Regions from separate parts of the Hordeum vulgare genome. Here region 2 is linked to region 1. A link is a contact called in public Hi-C data. All regions are on one chromosome and are shown on one strand. The core of a region is the stretch at or near the end of the contact, and the rest is flanking DNA. Distances in the headings are between cores, read along the strand shown. Region 1 holds the start of LOC123426424 (G-type lectin S-receptor-like serine/threonine-protein kinase SD2-5). Region 2 holds the start of LOC123426423 (beta-glucuronosyltransferase GlcAT14A-like).

Region 1 (6,825 bases), core at 1,711-4,210:
ATAAGGTTGCAATCAATGTTAGTTTCTATATTCATTGAACCTTCCAGTACCTTGACCACTGATGACATTGAAGGCCTTGTACTGCTATCATTTTGCAGGCACCACATTGCAAGCTTCAACAATTGAACTGCTTCCTCTTGGTGTAAGACCATATCCTCACTATGCTTGTCAATCAAATTGATCAACTGATTATCTTCAGCCTTTTTCTGTAACAATTTGATGAGCTGAACACTCTCCTCGGGAAGAGATATGTCAATATTTTTTCTTCCACAAATTACTTCCATAACAACAACTCCAAAGCTGTAGACATCAACTTTTTCAGTGATTTGGGACGTTAACCATTCAGGTGCCAGATACCCAGGTGTGCCCCTCATCATTGTCATTACTTTGCTTTGGTCCCTGTCTATTAGCTTAGATAGTCCGAAATCAGCCACTTTGGCATTGAAATTCTCATCTAAGAGAATATTTTGTGGTTTGATGTCCAAATGAGCAATTATTCGCCTGCACTCCTCGTGGAGATAGCATAGGCCTTTGGCAATATCTAGAATGATCCTGTGCCGGGTGCACCAATCAAGAGGGGCATTGTTATGGCGGTAGTAGATCCACCTATCAAGTGACCCTCTCGGCATATATTCGTATACTAAAAGCCTTTCAGATTTCTCTGCACAAAAGCCGATCAGCCTAACAAGATTGATGTGTTCAATGCTGCCAATAGTCTCAACTTCGGCCAAGAATTCTTTTTTTCCTTGTCTAGCACCTTCCAAACGTTTTACTGCAACTTCCTGTTCACCTATTTTCCCTTCAAAAACTGTTCCAAACCCACCACCTCCGAGCTTTTTACTAAAGTCTCCAGTGCACTCTCTCAAGTTTTCAAACGAGTACCTCGCTGTCATACCAGGAATTTGATCAAAATCTAGTTCTTCATCTAACTCTTGGTACTTCTTCTTCCTTCGCACATAAAGAATGACAGCAATGACTAGCACTACAAGAATAGTAATAGCTCCAAGTGTAGCACCTAACATCACCTTCTTTTTGTTTGCATTAGAGGCAGAAGTTGAGGGGCTAAGCTGCACCTTGAGGTAAGCAGAGGAGTTGTAGTGAACAATTTCAGGTTGTATTGATTGCAAGGAGAAGACCCTTGTCACCCACAGACACGTTCCATCGGAATCATTCTGGCCGTACCTAAACATCACGGCGCTGCAGGAGCAGTTCTTCAAGCAAGCTTGCTTACAGTCTTCTCCTTTTGTTGCATTCACAACGATGTGGCTGGCGTCAAAGTAAGAAACGTCTGTAAGAGTCAACAACTGATGGTGTTCCATTTCCTGACAAGAGATTGGAGTCATTGATGCACAACCAAGATTTGGCTTCCGCTCATCGACCGGTTTGAAGTAGCTTGAACTAGAATTATTCTGAAGCGGACAAACACACTGCCCCCCTGTGCATATACCATACTCTCCACAGACTGTTGGAAAGGCACAATCATCAGGGAATAGTTTGATTACATCAGACACTACAGCCCATTTTGCATCTGCATTAGACCATTCGTAGAGCCTCAGATGCCCATCGGACTCCAATCTCATGTACTGGGTGGAGTTAGCTGCTGGCAACTGGATAGTCGTGTCTGATTCATTTGGTTGCTTGGACTGCACAGAGATGCTGAGGCTGCCGTTCATGAAGGTGACCTTTGTTGGATCCTTTCCTGTCTTGTTATTGTTCACCAGTTTCGAAAAATAGAGTTGTGGTGGTGTGGATCCGACATAAGCATACAATCCATCAGGGAGAACTGTCATGTACAACTGATTCTCTGTCCAATTTGTTGCAGACGTACTTGCTACGAGCCTCATACCTTCCAGAAGCGACTGCCCAGGGACCAATGCATCAGTAGGGTGAGCAAATGACTGCCACACTGTTGCATTTCTCTGATCAAGCAAGACCAAATTACCGACCTCGGTGATCATCATGCCAGCTACAGACCGCCCAGAGCTGCTGCTCGACCAGACGAGGCTAGCATCAGCATCACAGAGGACCAAGTTTCCATCCGAGGAAAGCTCAAGGGTAGCGTTCTCTCTGACAGGGCGAGCCCTGTTGGCAGACCAGACCACCTGCGGAGTCCCAGTAGTCGGCATGGTGATCTTGGCACCACTATTGGTGTAGACAATGAAGACAGCGAAGAGGAAGACATCGCAGGGGGAGGCGCAGACGAATCCTGCGGCAAAGGAGGGGCCATAGAAGGTTTTGGGTGAATGGAGGACAATGGCCCGCACGGCTGAACCGTCGGAGTAGCTGACACTATGTGGGAGGAAAGCTTTGTTGTTGATCCACAGCGTCGAGAGGTTCGCTGCGGGGTAGTCGAAACGCTGCGACGCAGAGAGCAATGGTGCTGCAGCTGCAAGCACGATGAGCAAGAAACGGTGGAGGCCGGCAGGGCCCATGGAGACTGTAAGAAAAACCAGTGAGTTTTGAGAGGAGATATGGGGGCTATTGCGGGGATGAGCTTTCAGAGGAGAAAAAGATCTCACCTGGTTATGCAGAATCAGTGAAGCAGATGTGAGCTCCGCGGAAAGAAGTAAGCAGTCAACAAGTCTTCGTCTTGCTATTCTCAGCATCCGAAGTTCACAACCATACCACGCGGTGTTTTGGGTGCTTTGTGTTTGGCTGTCACCGAAAGGTGAGTCATCGGCTACTCCTGCAGGCATGTCATTGTTGCTTGTCTCGTGGTTTAGAGTAACTTTTTTGGAAGAAAATGTGTCGATGCCAAAGAAAAAATTATTGTAATAGTATTCTCAGAGTAAATGCAGTCCTCTTGCTGCTACTTTCCTTGTGCCCATCATGAAAGATGGGTCACGATGATTAGGCAAACTAATCAAGCAAGCATGGGTATATGAAAGTCAACTACTACCTCCGTCCAAGTGTATAAGGCATGCGCGTAGTTCTAGGTTGTCAATTTAACTAGCTAAATATATATTATATGTGATAAAAATTACATATTTAGAAACTACACCCTCACATGAATCTAATGGTATATTATTTATTACATATAATATATATTTAAATAGTTAAATTAACGACCTAGAACAACGCGCATGCCCTATACACCTGGACGGAGGGAGTACGTCAGTTTTTTGCTTATAATAATCTAATTAATGGTTGGCCGCCGGATCAAAAAGACGGGCTCGCCTTCCTCTGTTCATACCAGCTGCACTTCTCTTGGGATTTTTGCAGGTTGGATTAGTCCGACTACTCCGAATTTCCGAAATGATCATTGGTTGGTTGGTTGGCTACTTCTGCCGGGCGACGGCATTGGCATGGTAGGTGAAGATCCGCGTCTGACTGCGTCAACCGGTTTCCCGTGTGCTCCTACCGTGGTTTTGAGCAGACTGTTTTTCTCCTCTCCTTCCCTGCTATATGAACAGGAAGGACAAAACGTGTTGAGTCAGCAAACGTAATTATCAAAGTATAGGGTGGGGGCATCCTCTTGCTACTATGGTTACCACGGTGGGGCCATCCTCTTGGGTTACCGCTCAGGATGCGGGACCTTCTTAATGAACTCGGCAGCTAGCAGCCGACAGAAGCCAACCTCAAGCATATGTGGGGTTATTGCTAAAGAAATTAAAAATATGTTCACACTGAATAATAAGTGTAGAATGTTTTAGACTGTTTTTTTAAAGCTGTTGGTCAGTTGACCCCACAACCAACATGTAGAATCACCTCTAGTAGCTAGGAGTCGGTCTATTTCTTCGTAGGAGAGTAGCACCATGGATTTGAAGTAGGCCGACCTGCTAAGGATGGCATTGTAGCCAGTGCGGAACAGTGCAACTTCGAACCGGATTGTTTCCAATCTAAACCTCTCCTTGTCCTCGAAGACGATCGATACTTGTGATCTGCATTGGGTTTTTTCGTAAAGAGAAACGGGTTATCGCAGCACAATATAGGTAAGTATTTTCTTTCAGTTATGAAATCAAGATTTATCGAATCAATAAAAATATCAACAACAACCGTCCTCAGTGGCTGCACACAAAAAACAAATAATTTACACATAAAAAACAAACAACTTACACCCAACACGGGTAAAAGGGTTGTCAATCCCATTGGTCTTGTTATCTGCAAGCAAGTGAGATGTGTAGATAATTGCAAATTACAAAATAAAATGAAAGAAAGGACAAAATGTGTTGAGTCAGCAAACGTAATTATCAAAGCATATGGTTGATCATCCCCTTGCTACTATGGTTACCGCTCAGGATGCGGTACCTCCTTAGAGCATCTTCAACGGCCTTGGTATATTTGCACTCACTTGTTACTTTACAAATCTTGATCAAAAGACCTTCTCCAACAACCTTTGTACAAGTGGTCCCCACCATTTTTTTTACTAAGCTTGCTATATTTGCACCCACACTTTGCATATTTACCAAGCCAAATGTCACTTTATAAATTTTTAGTAAGCCTCACTTTGTCTCAATGACAAGTGGGTCCGTGTACTAGTGTGTGTGTGCTCTGTGTGCATTGTGTGTGTCCGCGCATGTGTGTACGTGTACGTGTTTTTTTGTGTACGTGTACTCGTGTGTGCTGCATGTGTACGTGTGTGTGTGCTGTATGTGTACGTGTGTGTGTTGCATGTGTGTAAGCGTACGCGTGTGTGTATGTATACGTGGACGCGAGTTGTGCTAGTATACATATACATGCGCGTATGCTAGTGTGCAATGTGTCTATGACAAACTGTCCCCACATGTCATTGTGTGTTTTGTGCAAATATAGCAATCCAATATACAAAGGCTACCAAAACAAAAAAAAACATGTTGGCTCTGTAAACCTTCTCTCTCCTCTTGCTATAACAAGTTTTTAGCAATCCAATATACAATGACTGTTGGAGATGCTCTTAGGCTTTGTTAGGCTATAGCCAACCCCGTCGAGATTGGGCACCAATCCCCTCGATCTGCGTGGATTTCACCGGACCGGGGTTCATTCCCCGGTTGTCTGCTACGTGCCTTCGGTTAGCCCCTTCTAGGATGAAACCCCGCTCAAACCCCTCCCAAACCACGTGGAAATGGTCGGGAAGTAACCCTCTCCTCCCACCCCGTGGAAACAACCCTTGCTCGGTTACTCTCTCTCTATCACCACAACCCCTCTCTCCCTCTTTTGATTTCGTGGCTACGCCAGCGCCGGAGGAGGAGGGACAACGGTAACGCTACTGGAGGAGATGGCAGTAGCACTTCCCCCTCCCCTTCATCTCCCTCTCCCCTCTCCAACCACCAGCACCTCATCCAACATCAGTGGCGGTGCGAGCTCAGCGGCGACCCAGAGCAGAACCACCGCGAGCTTTATGGCGACCACAACCACCCCAACGCCGGCATGCTTCTTCCCCGACGGTGGACTTGTAAGCCCGCGCTCCTCCTCCTCTTCTTGCTTCCCCCCGTACTCTAATTTCTAGGGTTCTTACTCTGCTTCTTGCATAATGACTTCTAATTTTCGGGGCTAACCGAATAGACAATAGTATATAGGGATTGTGGGTTACGGGATTGGGTGACGGGGTGGGCGTCATCAGATCCCTGCATGGGTATAATCTTATGGAGGTTTATTTCCCATGGAACTGAACAAAGCCTTAATGAACTCGAGAGGTAGCAGCCGACGAAGCCAACCTCAAGCATATGTGGGGGTATTGCTAAAGAAATTTAAAAAATCTTCACACTGAACAATAAGTATACAATGTTTTTGGCTTTTTTTTAAAAGCTGTTGGGTCAGCTGACCCACAACCAACACGTAGAATCGGCTGTAGCAGCTAGGAGTCGGACTATTTCTTCGTAACGTCCTGTCGTTTCTCCATGACGAAGAAGTGCATGGCTTGCTTGACTGGTCTGACGTCCTTCCGAACATCGAGGTTGTATTGTGCGATCTTTGCTGGAACTCCGGGCATGCCCGTGGGTCTTTAAGTGAAGATGCCCCAATCGCTCCGGAGGAATTGCAAAAGTATGGCTTCTTGCACTTCAAGTAGGTCTCCCTTGATGATCACCTTTTTGCTGGGTCTTCTCGGTGGACTTGGAAAGTTTTTGTTTTCATTGCAGGTTGAAAAGTCAGCGTCGGGCCGAGCTTGACTCGTGGCGTGTCACAGCGGGATCGATGGACCTCTTGATACCTTTGAGCTCTGCTCAGGCTAGTGTAGCCTTGACAGACTTCAAGTTTGCGACTTACGCTTTGAGCGTCCTCTCGGGGCCACCACAAATTGTTATCATGCTGCTTGGACTTGGCATATTGAGTTGGAGGTAAGCGTAGGAGAGTAGCACCATGTATTTGAAGTAGGCTGACCTGCTAAGGATGGCATTGTAGCGAGTGAAAAACAGTGCAACATCGAACCAGATTGTTTTCGATCTAAATCTCTCCTTGTCCTCGAAGACGACTGATACTTGTGATCTGTGTTGGGTTTTCCATGAAGAGGAACGGGTTATCACAGCATAATATGGGTAAGCATTTTTCTTGGTTACGAAACTAAGGTTTCTCGAACCAATATGAATATCAACAACAATCGTCTTCAGTGGCTGCACACCAAAGAACAAACAACTTGCACCCAAAACGGGCAAGAGGGTTGTCAATCCCCTTGGTATCGTTATTTGCAAGTAGGGCTGCAAACGAGTCAAGCTCGAGCGAGTTGTACTTGGCTCGACCCAGTTCATATTAAAATTCAAGCAAGCTCAAACTGAGTGAAGCTCAAGATCGAGCCATAAAACATGACTCATGCTTAGCTTGTAACGATCAGGAGTCGATCTCGAGTTACTTTCGAGCTAAATGAGACCGTAAAAGAAATGTTCACTTCGGCTTACAATACGCTGAATTACA
Region 2 (6,825 bases), core at 2,469-4,968, 250 kb before region 1:
CTTGTGCCATTGCCCGGAGACTGGATCTCACATTCTGTTCTCTTGCGTCGCGGCACAGGCCCTTTGGTGCTTTGTACGTGAGGCTCTGGGACCGGAGTGGGGGGCCCATGACCTTGCAGATTTTCTGCAGTTACGGGCCACCCAGGTCGGCCGTAAACGCCGACTGTTCTGGCTGGTCTTCGCCGCCATGATGTGGACTTTTTGGACTACTCGCAACAAAATGGTGATTGAGAGGGTCTTTCAACGGCGTGCATCTGACTCGTTCTTCAAATTCCTTGCCTTTTTGCAGCACTAGCATCCGCTCGGTAGGACCCGAGACCACGACCGGCTTCAGCGCTACCTGGATGCACTGATTGCGACCGCCCGGCGGCTCTCCGCTCCTTCGCCTGCTGCTTAGGCTGCCCCTATGATGGCATTTTCTATTTCTTTCTCTTTTCTTGGGCAGGATTGTGCTGGTGCCCCAGCGTTTCTTTTGTGTTATCACTCTGTTGGGTTGTGTTGTCTGTCTGGATGCTGGATTATGTGCTTTATATATAAAGCGGGGCGAAAGCCTGTTTCGAGTAAACACCCCCCCCCCCTCGTTCCTCGTCCCCCGTGCATTGGCACTCTGGCAAAACAATATCTCTACAAACAAACAAATGAACAATATATCTCTATAAAACAAACAAATAAACAATATATGGCAAGCAGCTCCATATGTGTTGTCTTCATTAGTGGACATTTGTTGGTTGTGTGCAGAAAATGACATTTGTCATATTTTGCCAGGTTTTTATATAAAAGAAAATGTGTACTTTTGACCATAACCTGATGGTATAAAATCAAACGAGAAATCGTGCGCAACGCCACCGACCTTGCACGGTGCGACCGGCCACATGAACCCGCGCATGCTTGTGATAAGCGGGATGTAAGGCATACCATGGGTAGCGCACTAAGCCCTGTTGCGCATTACCCTTCTTGTAAGGGGTTCTTTTATTTGCGGGATATAGACTCTTACGGATTAGTTACCCCCCGTAAGGGTCAGCTGCTAAGTCAAGCATTATTGGTATACTTTTTTTTATTTTATTTTTTTAGAAAAGAAGGATTACCCCCGGCCTCTGCATCTGGACGATGCATGCAGTCATTTTATTAATTATTCACAAAAACCTTACAAGTAGTACATCAGTTTGTTCGAAGCCACCATCTTAGCAACAACTATGGCTACTCCTAACCACTTGATGAAGGGGTGCCGATAGTCCGAGCCTAATACCAAACAGACATCGCATCAAAGCCTAACATCTAAAACCGGAGGCCCCAACCGAGCCACATACTGGGTTTAGGGAACAAACCGGTCCGACGCACTCTCATGTGTCGTCGCCGCCATCTTCCACCAATCCGTCTTCAGAGAAGAAACTAACACACCGACTTGCTAGACCTCTCTGCCATCGACGCCACCATGACGCCAGAGAGCTTCCACCTCCTGCACGAGTCCATCTCCACACATCAGACACCGAGTCTCAACTGCGCCACGCTGCCGAGATCCACCGCCATCAATGAGTAAGATGAAGCACCGCTCCACCAAAAAAGCCGTCCACTGGTCCCTCAAGCCCCTGTACACCTCCAAGAATGACGTCCCCAAGAGGAAAACGACACCTGCGCGCCGCCGTCATCCGATCTACTGATCTAGGGTTTCCCCCGAAGGTAGCGGATAGAGGTCTTGAGCTTCTCCACGGCGATGCCCCCAAGAAGGTGACGACATAGAAGAGTGCCGCCATCGCCGGTCTTAGCAATAAACCAAGAACAAGGTTTTCTCCCGGATCCGCTCGATGAATCTTCGTCTCACATAGTGCACACAGGCGACCACCGATCTCCGCCACCGCAGAGCAAGCTAGCCACTCAGACCAGATCAGATCTGACCAAAGGGCCAACTACGCCTGCAACTGACCAGCCAACCAAGTCCCTCCATGCCGTCGCTGATCCGAGGAGACGCAGCGCCACGGCCAGATGCAGTAGCTGCATCTGCCTCCGCTCGCCGCTGGGAGCGAGCCACCGCAGCACGGAGGCTCGGGTCCGGGGACGCACATCCGCGCGCGTGGATGCCCCGCGCCACCCACGCGCGCGAGAAGGAGAGGCTCCTCCGCCACCGCCGTCATTCGCTCGGGCTTAGCCCGGCGGTTTCCTCCAGCGGCGGCGGAAGGGAGGGGTGGGATGGGGATAGACCAGCGGCTAGGGTTGGAGCCCCTCGGCCGCCCGCGCGGGGGGCAACGGAGGGGACGTCTATTGGTATACGTACATTAAATAAGGTCAAAGATAAAAATGCCACCGTTCTGGCTAACCTCAACCCTCTTAAATACGGTGCCACTGGCAATCTGTCATATCAAGTGAAAGTGCTTTGTGTGACATTTGAGCAATATCCCAATGATAGCTCTCGCTGATTATCAAAAATTCAGTACTAGCACACATGAGTTGCCCGACCTTATTGATTCTGGTAGGTTGTTGCAGAATTGATTAAGTACAGCACCGCGGAGTACGGACAGCTACTCGTAGAAGACCGTTTGAACAATTCAGCGCAAAAACATACTGCAACGCCCTTAAGGACGGCACTTACATTGGCACAACCAGAAATAGAGTTGTACAAAGGTGCAGCTAGTACCAAACAGTTTCCAGGACTAACAGCACAATGCACCTCGAGTATCCAATTTCAAAATGTGAGATTTTAGACTGATTCATAGCTTGTAATGTCAGGCAGCAACAACAAAATTTAAAAAAAGCTATGTCAGCCACTCCAACTCAATGGTAACTAACTTGTGTACAATTAAGCCGTAACTCGCAAGAAAGAAATCCATCTCATGAGTCTTGAGAGGTAAGCAATGCATCAAATGGCAATCGCAATCACCCAGTACGTACTCCATATAAAATTATATATTAAAAAGCATAGAAAAATATATATTAAAAAGCATAGAAAATTAATTAAACTATAGGAAGAGTGTTTGCTAGCAGTATCTATCTTACCGTCCTGCGTGACGAGAGGATAGTCCCAGGCGCTGAGCGTGACGAACCAGTCCCAGTCAGCCCCAATCCTGAGCAGCACAGCGGCGCCGTGCAGCGCCGCTGCGAGCACCGAGGAGCCCGTCCTGTCTACCGCGTAACTCTCCCCTACCACGTCGACGTTTGCGAACTCCCTCCACGCCGCCTCGTCCCGCGCAGCGGCGGCCAACTCCGTCCGCTCGTCCCGCGACGCCCCCGCGTCCAGGTGCAGCAGGTACTGGTTCCTCGGGTGGTACACCGCCCTGAGCAGCCTGAGGACCCTGCGGCCCTCTCCGCCCGTGCCGGATATCCAGTACGCGACGGAAGGCGGGCTCCCGGGACCCCTCGCCACGAGCGGCCGGACGCGCGCGGGGGGGTAGGCGAGACCGTAAGGGGAGGCCCGGAAGAGGACCAGCAGCGCCGCCGCGGCCAGCGCGGCGGCCGCGATGGCCGGGGGCAAGCGGCACGACCTCATTGCACCGAGTTTCATTTTGTTGGAGGTTTGACCCGCGCGGCCGGCGGCATGAGGCGTACGGAACTGGAAGCGCGGGAATAAATGGTGACGAGAGAGCACGGCGGCGACCTGAGGGGTGCGCGTTACGGCGGGGGCGAGGTGGTCGTAGTCGATTAGTGCGTGGTTTGGAATTGGATGCTTGGACTGGGAGACGGGGACAGGAGGGGAGAGTTTTTAAAAGTTAGGCGGCACGGCACGGCACGGCGTAAGGTGGCGCCGTGGGCCGAAAGGTCCAGAAGGAGGTGCGTGCCGTGGTGGGAAGTTACCAGTTGGCATTTAGTTGTCTCAAAAGAAAAATTAGTTGTGGTGGGGCCGTGGGGCTTTAAAGGCCACGGCGGACACGCGGGTCGGTGTTCGATTTCAGGGCAACCGGCAAAATTGATAAAAATTCACAAACTGTTTTTATAAAAAAATCGCTCAACTGATAGTTTTGTGTAACATTTTTGAACCGGGCTTTCTCCCCTTTCCATTACTTTCATAACGAAAATACAATGTTTTTAAAACCAGAACCAGAAAGAGAGGGAAACGAAAAAAAGCGAGTTCGTAACAATATCAGGAAACCCACCGTTTATGCCTCTCATCAGGAACATAAACTGTGGGACGAAAACCTGATATCATCTGATACTACGCAAAAGATCAAAAGCTACACTACCATGAACCCGCTACCAGGGTTTCCAACAACCATAACCAGACCAGGCTCACAAAAGAGCACAAGATAAAACAAAAGAGTCACACACTGACAAAATTTAATCATCACTAGGAACCAAGCTTTTTGCACTGTAACCAGCAAGATCCATCGCCAAGGAATCGTCATCTTCTCCTGCACTTATCACTCCTCCCAGGCTTCTTCCTCCTGTGCCTGTTCGGTCGATTCTGGCCTTGGTGGTCCACATAGCAACAACATCTGGGATGCGCTCTCTTTTAGCAATTGAGCTCCCTTCTTGACAGTCTCCACCATCATCGGTTTTTGCATACCTACCCAGTATTCAACAAACGCACATGTTGTGAAAACAATTTCAAAAGGAGTGTTAATCCACTTCTTTTCAAAAGTAGCCCGATTCCGAGCCAACCATATAGACCAGCAAACTGCAGCTAAGCCAACAGTATAAATCTCACATAAGCCTCGCAAAAAAGCATACAACCAAGAATAAACTTTCCAAATCGTTTTCGGAATATAACTGGTACCAAAAACAGCACCAACAGTTCTCCAAACAACCTTGGCCACCGAGCACCCAAAAAACAAATGCTGCGCCGATTCAGGTTCATCACAAAAAGAACATTTAGGGTCCCCCTTCCACTGGCGTTTCTTCATATTATCTCTTGTAAGAATGGAGTTTTGAAATAACTGCCACAAGAAGATTTGAATCTTCAAAGGAATCTTAGTTCCCCAAATCCACTTATAATTGGCCCCTGCAAGGTTTCTCTCTAACCATCTATACATAGTTTTAGTGGAGTATTCTCTGGAATTATCTAATTTCCAGTATATTTCGTCATCCTCATGTGCACAAATTTTATCCAACACATATTGTCTCATTTCATCCCATTTCTGGAGCATATCTGGAGATAATCTTCTCCTAAAAGAAGATAAATGATTCATACTCTCCAACTTATCAACAGTACATTCCGTATCTAAGCAAATTTCAAAGATATCAGGATATCTGTCTTGTAGAAGGACATTATCACCCAGATCATCTAGCCATAGGCTAGCTATGTTACCTTTTTTAAGCACCACCCCTCTGTCAGCCATGTAATGCTCCTTAACCTTCAGAATTGCTTTCCAACGGGGATAATCAGCAGCTTTCTGCTTAACTTTAGCTACAGATGTTCTTTTAAGATACTTAGCTTTCACTATATCTTGCCATAGTCCCTTCTTTTTCTCAAGTTTCCACCACCATTTAGCGAGCAAGCTGATATTTTGTTTCCTCAAGTCCTTAACCCCCAGACCTCCCTTTACCTTAGATCTACAAACACGAGTCCATTTCACCATATGATACCCTTTTTCTCCCGTTGCGATGCCAAAAAAATCTCTTCTGGGTTTGTCCCATTTCTCAAGCGTAGTTTTTTTTTATCAGGGCCATGGACATATAGTACGACGGAATATGGGATAACACCGCGTTAACTTTAATAAGTCTACCCCACTGGATAAAGATTCACTGATCCAGGATTCCCCATGGCTAATAAATTTGTCATCCACAAAAAGCCAATCACTGCATTTAAGCCCAGCATAGCTAACAGGCATACCTAGGTACTTAATAGGGAAAGACCCAATCTCACAATCGAACATTTCAGCATAATTTCTCATAGTATCATCATCAGCACCTACTGAAAAAATCTCACTTTTCAAAAAATTGATTTTTAAACCTGACATAACCTCAAACAAATAAAGCAGTAATTTGATATTCAAAGCATTGCTAGCATTATCTTCAAAACATAGAATAGTATCATCAGCGTATTGAAGTATCGCCACCCCATTTTCTACTAAATCCGCCGCTAACCAAGTAAACATGCCATTCTCTTGTGCCTTCAGGACCATCTTTGTAAGACAATCATCAGCTAGGTTAAAGAGGAAAGGAGAAAGGGGATCACCCTGTCTTACTCCTTTAGCACTCTGGAAGTATTCCCCCCACCTCATCGTTTAACTTCACACTAATGGTGCCACCTACCAAAATTCTCCGAATCCAATCTATCCATCGTGTGTCAAAGTTTCTTTTACTATGGCAATCCAACAGGAATTCCCAGTTAACCTTATCATATGCTTTTTCGAAATCAAGTTTGAGCACAATCCCTGTTTTCTTACGGGCATACGTATGATGCAAAATTTCATGTAGTGACATGATCCCGTCCATAATATCTCTATTTTTGATAAAGGCATTCTGATGTCTACTAAACAAGATGTCCACATGAGGTTCTAATCTGATAGTCAGCACCTTGGTAATCAACTTGTAGATACATCTTAACAGACATATAGGTCTGAACTATTGCATCTTTTCAGCTCCAGCCACTTTAGGCAACAGTGTTATTATACCATAGTTAAGTCTTTCCACATCAAGATTATTCTCGTGAAACCATTCAAAAAGCAGCATCACATCTTTCTTAACAATATCCCAGCAGGATTGAAAAAATTCAATCGGAATGTTATCAGGTCCAGGGGCCTTGTTATGTTTCATCGAGAACAAAGCATTTTTAACTTCCGTGTCCGAAAAAGGCCTAAGTAAGATAAAGTTTTCAATATCCCCCAACTTTTCCTTATCATCCCACATATTCCCATCTATCTTACATAGGTTTCCAGGAGCAGGCCCAAAAAAATC

Evidence for each region. A called contact is a pair of places that touch in the nucleus more often than the background predicts.
Region 2: a contact with region 1 is called in a Hi-C map of leaf, with 2.9 times the contacts expected there. The contact joins the promoter of LOC123426423 here to the promoter of LOC123426424 in region 1. A contact is called at or near these places in 5 of 6 Hi-C or Micro-C datasets (leaf and seedling).

Annotation. Positions count from the first base shown.
Region 1 is chr2H:404,085,109-404,091,933 of MorexV3_pseudomolecules_assembly, forward strand. It overlaps LOC123426424 (G-type lectin S-receptor-like serine/threonine-protein kinase SD2-5), which reads right to left and starts at 2,961. Exons shown (of 1, transcript XM_045110262.1): 1 at 1-2,961. The coding sequence starts at 2,696.
Region 2 is chr2H:403,837,954-403,844,778 of MorexV3_pseudomolecules_assembly, forward strand. It overlaps LOC123426423 (beta-glucuronosyltransferase GlcAT14A-like), which reads right to left and starts at 3,719. Exons shown (of 5, transcript XR_006622203.1): 1 at 2,989-3,719.